2 separate regions of the Gossypium hirsutum genome follow, and region 2 is linked to region 1. Evidence: chromatin contacts called from public Hi-C data. All regions are on one chromosome and are shown on one strand. Each heading gives the region's core, a stretch centred on a gene start, on an enhancer-like site or on the middle of the called end of the contact. The rest is flanking DNA. Distances are from core to core; before and after follow the strand shown.

Region 1 (3,421 bases), core at 884-3,383:
ATGTACATTTCACGAAGTTCATTGTGTTTTCATGATATCATAGGATTGTCTTCTTTCATTAGTCTTCAACTTTTAAGTTATGCAAATTTGAATGTGCAGCGTCAATTTTTGGTGAGTTGTGGAAATTGGAGCCACTAGCTGAAGAAAGGAAAAATAAATGGCGAAGAGAAATGGACTGGTTACTCTCTCCTACCAACTATATGGTGGAGTTAGTGCCTGCTAAGCAAAATGGTGCAAATGGCAGGACTATGGAGGTACTCTTGCGTTTGTTGGGTCCCTATTAAATTGACGATGACCATTTTGCAATGTCATGAGATTTATGTCAATTCTATTTTGAGCAGATAATGACACCAAAAGCCCGTGCGGACATTCACATGAATCTCCCAGCACTTCAGAAGTTGGACTCTATGCTTATTGTAGGCAATCTCTTTACTCTTCCTAATAACTTGTATACTCTAATGAACACATCGCCCACATTTACCAGATTAAATTTTGTAAATTGTCAGGAAACTCTGGAGTCAATGGTGAATGCTCAGTTTTATTATGCAGAAGTTGGAAGCCGGGCAGAAGGAAGAAACAAGAGTGCAAGGGAGAGCAAGAGGTGGTGGCTTCCATTGCCACAAGTACCAAAAACTGGGCTCTCAGATACCGAAAGGCAGAAGTTGCAATGTAAAGGCAAGGTGGTATATCAAGTATTCAAGGCTGCAGCATCGATTAATGAAAATGTTTTGCTTGAAATACCTCTTCCATCCATTATTAGGGATGCTCTTCCCAAGGTGAGCAAGCTCACTGCCTCCAGGGCAGTCGACTTTAAATATTGGACCCTTTAATAGTTTTTATGATGATATGTATTTTAGTACTAAAATGTTACTCGACATGTTTAAAAAGGAAATATAGAAATGGAATCTGGATATTTTAGTTGGAACCAGCTGACGTTAATCTACTTTAAAATCTTATGGTATCTGATAAATTTGAATGATGAGAGTAAATTCCAGGTTAAAGTTTTACAAGATGTTTGTATTGCATTTATGGCAACTGAATCTCTTTCCTTATGTTTACAGTCTGGGAAGGCAAGCCTTGGTGACGACCTGTACAAGGTTTTGACTCTGGAGTCCACCTCGGTTGATGAAATGTTCATTTCGCTAAATTTAAAGTCTGAAAACAATGCTCTCGAGGTCATTAATAGGTTGGAAGCTGCTGTATTTGCATGGAAAGGGCGACTTACAGAACAAGCTAGTGGTAAATCGCCAGTGCGAAAATCATGGTCCTTTATTAAGGATCCTATATCTGAAATGGATAAGATGGAGCTACTAGTGGACTGTGCTGAAGCACTTTTACATCAGATAAAGAGTGCATACCCAAACCTTCCTCAAACATTTCTTGATGCTTCAAAAATTCAATATGGCAAGGTAAGTAGTTGGTGTTTAAAGTGAAGCTTATTTTATTCTGCATTGTATCTTTCACTATTGAATCAATATTATGTTGTAGTATATTAATAATTGCGATGAATTACACTTTGAATTGGTGCACAGGATGTTGGACATTCCATTCTGGAAGCATATTCACGAGTCCTAAAGAACTTGGCTTTCAGCATAATGTGCAGGATGGGAGAAATTCTACAAGAAGATTGTTTGTGTAACCCAAATTCAGGGGTGGCAACATGGTGCTTTCCTGGAATAAATGTGGGAAATCCAAGGCACTCTCACTCACTCAGTGATGTTATGAGCAAAGTAGAGGGAAGTACTGCGAATCCGATACGGATGGGGAGTTGTACAGTGATGCAAGTATAAATGCAACACCAAGTACAAGTAGGAGCCGTCGAGTTTGGTGTATTGGGAAAGAGGCATGTAGTAGTATAGGAGTGTCTCCTTGATAATAAAAAAAAATCAAAAAGATGATGGAAATTTGATTTTCAACACTGCTTTTGTATATCATTGTTAAGCTTAATTAATTAATAAAAGCCATAAAAGAATCATATACTTGCTAGTACCGGAAACTTACATATGGATTCCAAATGTGTCGACTGTTAATATCAACTTATTGGGTCTGTATAGGCCCAATTAATTCATTATTGGATTGATTGGGCCCGTTTTATATTTTTAATATGGCAATAATTGAAATTTCACCGGTTTTGGTCATAGAAAGAGTAAGTGAACCGGACCTATAATGGGTGTGGAGCAGTTGTAGTGTTGGTACACTAAAGTCAGCCGTGGTCTGAGGCTGTTGCTTGTGGATCCGCATTCCACATGCGCCTGAGCAAAGCAGAGCAGAGATGGGATTTAAAATTAATAATAATAAAAAAGAAAATAAGCCCCAAGAAGAGGCAGAGGAGGCGGCATTAATCAAAAAAGGCATTTTCACCTCTAAGAAACACTGTTTTCAAGACGTAACCATCGTTGAGATCTGAAGACATGAGTTAGTAATACATCACTTTTAATCACTCCGCCCCCTAAATAATAAGGTTGGAGTGCCTTCCAAGCACAACTTCCAAATGCCAATTACGTCATCGACGCTGGTTTTCCCTTTTTTTCTTGTTGGGTTTAGGGTGAAACTTAAGTGAAACCACTCAGATGGGATCCGGTGGGAGCAAGGGTTGTTGTAGAGTAGGAGGAGGAGGAAGAGACACTGCACCTGCTGCTTCCTCGTCTAGCAGCGGTGGGCTGAGGGGAAGATCCAAGGTTAAGAATAGAGTTTTCCGGTCCTCTTGTTTGGGAGCGTTATCTAGATCTGCTTCTCCTAAACCCAACTTTGATCACCGGAAACAACCTGCGTCGGAATCGGATCTGGTGAAAAGAGAAAGTAACAGAAAGGTTGAAGGCGAAGCGGCATCTAATGAGGAAATGCAATTGCCATTGCCAACCCCATGCATATCTTCCGGTGGTAGCACCTCTGGTGCAGCTGTAACAGCTGCTCATCGCTCTCCTTCTCGCTGCCTCTCCGGCATTAGCTTCCTTCCTGGTAATTTGAGCTTCCGGTTCAGCAGAGCTAATAGCATGGGGTCCTCCGCGGAGATGTTGAACCCTGATGACGATTCTGAGACACTTGAACCTCAACAACCTCCCCGCAATTCTTGTTCTCCGATTATCTTCAATGATTCAGATGGAAGTGGAGAGACTCTCGAAAGCAACGCTCGTTTTAGCAGAGCCTTAAGTGTTGGAAGGCTTCGTGATCGTGTTCTTGGTAGAGCTCCCACATTCTGCCCTTTGCAGCAAGACATACAAATTACTCAGCAGCAATTAGCTACCTCTCCATCCACCACTGCTTCCGCTCATGCTTCCTCCGTTATTTCCCACGATGAAATTGAAACTTCTCGATCCAGAGAAGCCCGGTATCATGATTTGCTCCACCATAGATCCAATTTCCTTGAAAGGCGGAGAAGAATACGATCTCAGGTTTATAATCTTGTTGGACCCATCGCCTT
Region 2 (3,497 bases), core at 137-2,636, 530 kb before region 1:
GCTTAGTGTCATGTAAACAACAAAGAAAAACTTGATCTGGATTGGAAAGGGAGTACCTTGAGCCACACCATGTCTGTATCACACATCAATAGCTCATAACCAAAAGGAAGTATAGCATTTATAAGTAATACTTTCTCTCTCCCCATTTTATGAAATGTAGGAGAGCCCCATCCAACATCTATTGTGCTCATATCGCTGCCCATATCAAATACTGGAACACCTTCCCAATACAAAGCCTCCAACAGTTTGGTGTCCATAGCACCTAAATCACAACGATTCCAATTCATTGTCCACTTTTAAGCACAGTTAACTGCAGGAAGATTTTAACAACTTACCAACAAGAAGATTAGAAACATCAAGATCCGTCAAGTGTTTAACCCAAGTCAAGATGAAATCCATAAACGCAAAGTTGCCAAAGGTGACAATAATGACATTGTCTTTCGCCCTTTCTCCAACCAGTTCTTTTGTTAATTTAAAGGACTCCAAAGGTGGCATTTTCGAATTACTAGGCGGAGCCTCCCATATAGTTTTCAACTGGTTGCTACCAGGTTGTGATGCTTTGTCTGTTGGTTGAGAAATGTTGTTACTGAAATTAGAACCACCATCTACCATTTGAGGACATCAGTTAATAAAATCATGTAATTGACTAATGGTAAAGCAAATGCTAAAAGAGTGAAGTTGATGTACTGAACAGAACATCATAATAAAGGGTATCAAAGAAAGTCTTCAAAATTGCAACATAATTCCATAAAAGAAGCTAGGGGAAGAAAGGGTCTAACATACAAACAAAAAGTCAAACTAACAAAAACCCATTAGCAATATTCCATTTTGATTAGGATCCAATAACGAAAACAATGTTTACTCAGTTGTTCTAATAACATATGATATGCCATTTGCACATACATAGAAGCTTAAATTAAAAAACAAAAGAAAAAAGAACAAGGAGCGTACTTTGGGAGAGAGGAGGGGAGGAAAGCCAAGAAGTAGAGATAGACTGGGTGCTGGTGGAAGCGGATGGAGAGTAAATGGCGGAGAACACATAAAAAGAAGTCGCCACTATCCCCACGATAATGGTGGTGTATATCGTCAGAAACAGAGGTTTAGAAGCAGCAGCCTCTTGAACTGCGTTTCTCCATCCCCCCATCTTTGCTGTGGGTTCCAACTTGATCTCTTTTTGGCGTTGAATTTTTTCAGGATGAAAATGCGAAACAAAGGAAAGGGGGTTTCGATTATAGTAGTCCGGACTCCATGTTTAATTTAGGAGTTTTCAGATCAAATTCAATAGCTGTAGCAACTTGTTATGTAAGAGCTGTAGGCTATAGCTTGGTCAACTTTCCCAGCCCCTTGTCTTTTATTTATATCACAAATCAGCTATTATTTTAGAATTTACCATGTGGCAAGCTGGCATAGGGACTATTATAAAATTTACAACAACATAGAAGAGAATAGATTTCTATTGAGTCATACACAAAATGGCAAGCGATAAGTGGTTTTAAGATCAGGGTGTCTGGTGCAGAGCAGAGCTTGGTGATGGACAACATTTCAGAATCTTGTCCGAATTTTGTGGGATTATGGCTTGGTTTTTACTTGGAAAACATTTTACAATCCCTTCATTTGATACATGTTTTAGTCAATGCAATATTTCATTTTGCTTACAAAATAACAAATATTTCACTAGAGTGAAAACCCCCTCGGTTCACACTCGGGGATTTTCAAGAAATTTTTAATTAATCTACGTAAAATTAAATTTTATTTGTAAAAGTAAAGGGGAATAAAAAGTTGGAAAGGTGATATAATTGGTAGATTAGAAAAATTAAAGGAAAGTTCATCTTAGCATATAAAACAAACCATTCTAAATATTTTACAACACCAAAAAAATTCATTCTAAATTTGAATAAGAGGAGGTGAGAAATGAGAGATGTAACTATGCATATTTAAGTAAAAATACCATAATAATTTCTATATTGCATTTTTTTCTTCGAGTAAAAAAAATAAGTAAACTGATCTTTCTGCGCACATGTGAAAAAGAAATTATTTAAAAGTGTTAGGATATTATGATATGATATTATCTCTTAGCAATTTGATTCATAATGGATATTATAGGATATTATCTTTTAGCAATTTGATTCCTACGTAACTACTACTGTATAGATATATATATCCTTAAGGTCTATCAATAAAATTCAAGTGGCATCTGAACAAGGTTTTTGACACAATTTTTTTTTCTTTCATCATTCTAAATGCCTGGCGGCGAGTCTGCTCCTCCTCCATCACCACCAAGGAGGGCGACACTTCCTGGTTTTACCGTTGAGCAATAGTAGTCTCTTTTAGCGGTGTTTGGTAATAAACAATCAACTTCCACTCGGTTGAATGGTAAGTTCAATAATAATTGGATTATTGATACGGGGTGTTCAAATCATGTTACGAGTGATCTTATGTGTTTGACGAATGTGAGAGATGCTGTAGCATGTTCCATAGGACTCTCTGATGGCCAAACAATGGTGGCTACCCAAGAAGGAATGGTTAAATTGAGGAAAAAATTCAATTAAAACACGTTCTTTACATTCCTAAATTAAACTGTAATTTAATTTTGGTTTCCCAGTTGAATGATGATATGAACTGTTTTGTCCAATCTTCTACTATCATATATGCTATTCACCTTCATTCGAGGGAGCTGATTGGAACGGGTGAGAGACGAGATGGACTTTACTACTTCCGACATGTTTCGATGGTCAAAGTGGTTTCAATTGAAGCTTCATCCTCTTTGGAACTTTGGCATAGAAGATTGGGTCACCCTTCCGAGAAAGTAGTAAAATTACTTCCTTATGTTAGTAACTCTAGAGATAATCTAAATAAAGCATGTTAAATTTGTCATCGTGCTAAGCAGGCTAGAAATAACTTTTCAATTAGTGAACAAAAAACCACTCGTATTTTTGAGTTAGTTCATTGTGATTTATGGGGTTTTTATGACACTCCTTCATCTTGTGGATCTCATTGTTTTTTGACATTAGTTGATGATTTTTCTCGTGCTATTTGGGTATATCTATTGGAAAATAAAAAAAAGAGGTTTTCAAAGTTTTCATGTTATTCATTGCTATGGTTGACCGCCAATTTCTCAATAAAAAAAGTGTGTTAGAAGTGATAATATGACGAAATTTAATTGTTCAGGATTATTTTCTTGCAAATGGCATTATTTTTCAAACATCTTGAGTTGAGGCTCTTCAACAAAATGGGAAAGTGGAGAGGAAACATCAACATATTTTAAATGTAGCTCGTGCTTTACGTTTCCAGGGAAATCTACTTATATCTTTTGGGGGAGAGTGCGTGTTGGCTACATCTCATCTCATTAATCAAACTCCTTCACCTCTTCTTCACAATAAAACACCCTATGAAATGTTGTTTGGTAGCCGTCCTTTGTTTGATGATCTTCGTGTGTTTTGGTGCTTATGTTTTGCTCATAATCAACGTTCTAAAGGTGATAAGTTTGTTAGTCGAAG

What was found. Hi-C and Micro-C count contacts between places; a contact is called where the count stands out from the background.
Region 2: a contact with region 1 is called in a Hi-C map of leaf, with 2.5 times the contacts expected there. The contact joins the promoter of LOC107900691 here to the promoter of LOC107900705 in region 1. A contact is called at or near these places in 2 of 34 Hi-C or Micro-C datasets (both in leaf).

What each region holds. Positions count from the first base shown.
Region 1 is chrD08:54,388,934-54,392,354 of Gossypium_hirsutum_v2.1, reverse strand. LOC107900705 (E3 ubiquitin-protein ligase MBR1) reads left to right here and starts at 2,133. Exons shown (of 5, transcript XM_016826399.2): 1 at 2,133-3,392. The coding sequence starts at 2,571. It overlaps LOC107900703 (rop guanine nucleotide exchange factor 14), which reads left to right. Exons shown (of 10, transcript XM_041098412.1): 5 at 100-254; 6 at 342-416; 7 at 507-776; 8 at 1,062-1,409; 9 at 1,533-1,745; 10 at 1,748-1,975. The coding sequence ends at 1,873.
Region 2 is chrD08:54,919,601-54,923,097 of Gossypium_hirsutum_v2.1, reverse strand. It overlaps LOC107900691 (arabinosyltransferase XEG113), which reads right to left and starts at 1,386. Exons shown (of 13, transcript XM_016826373.2): 1 at 952-1,386; 2 at 336-605; 3 at 57-262. The coding sequence starts at 1,144.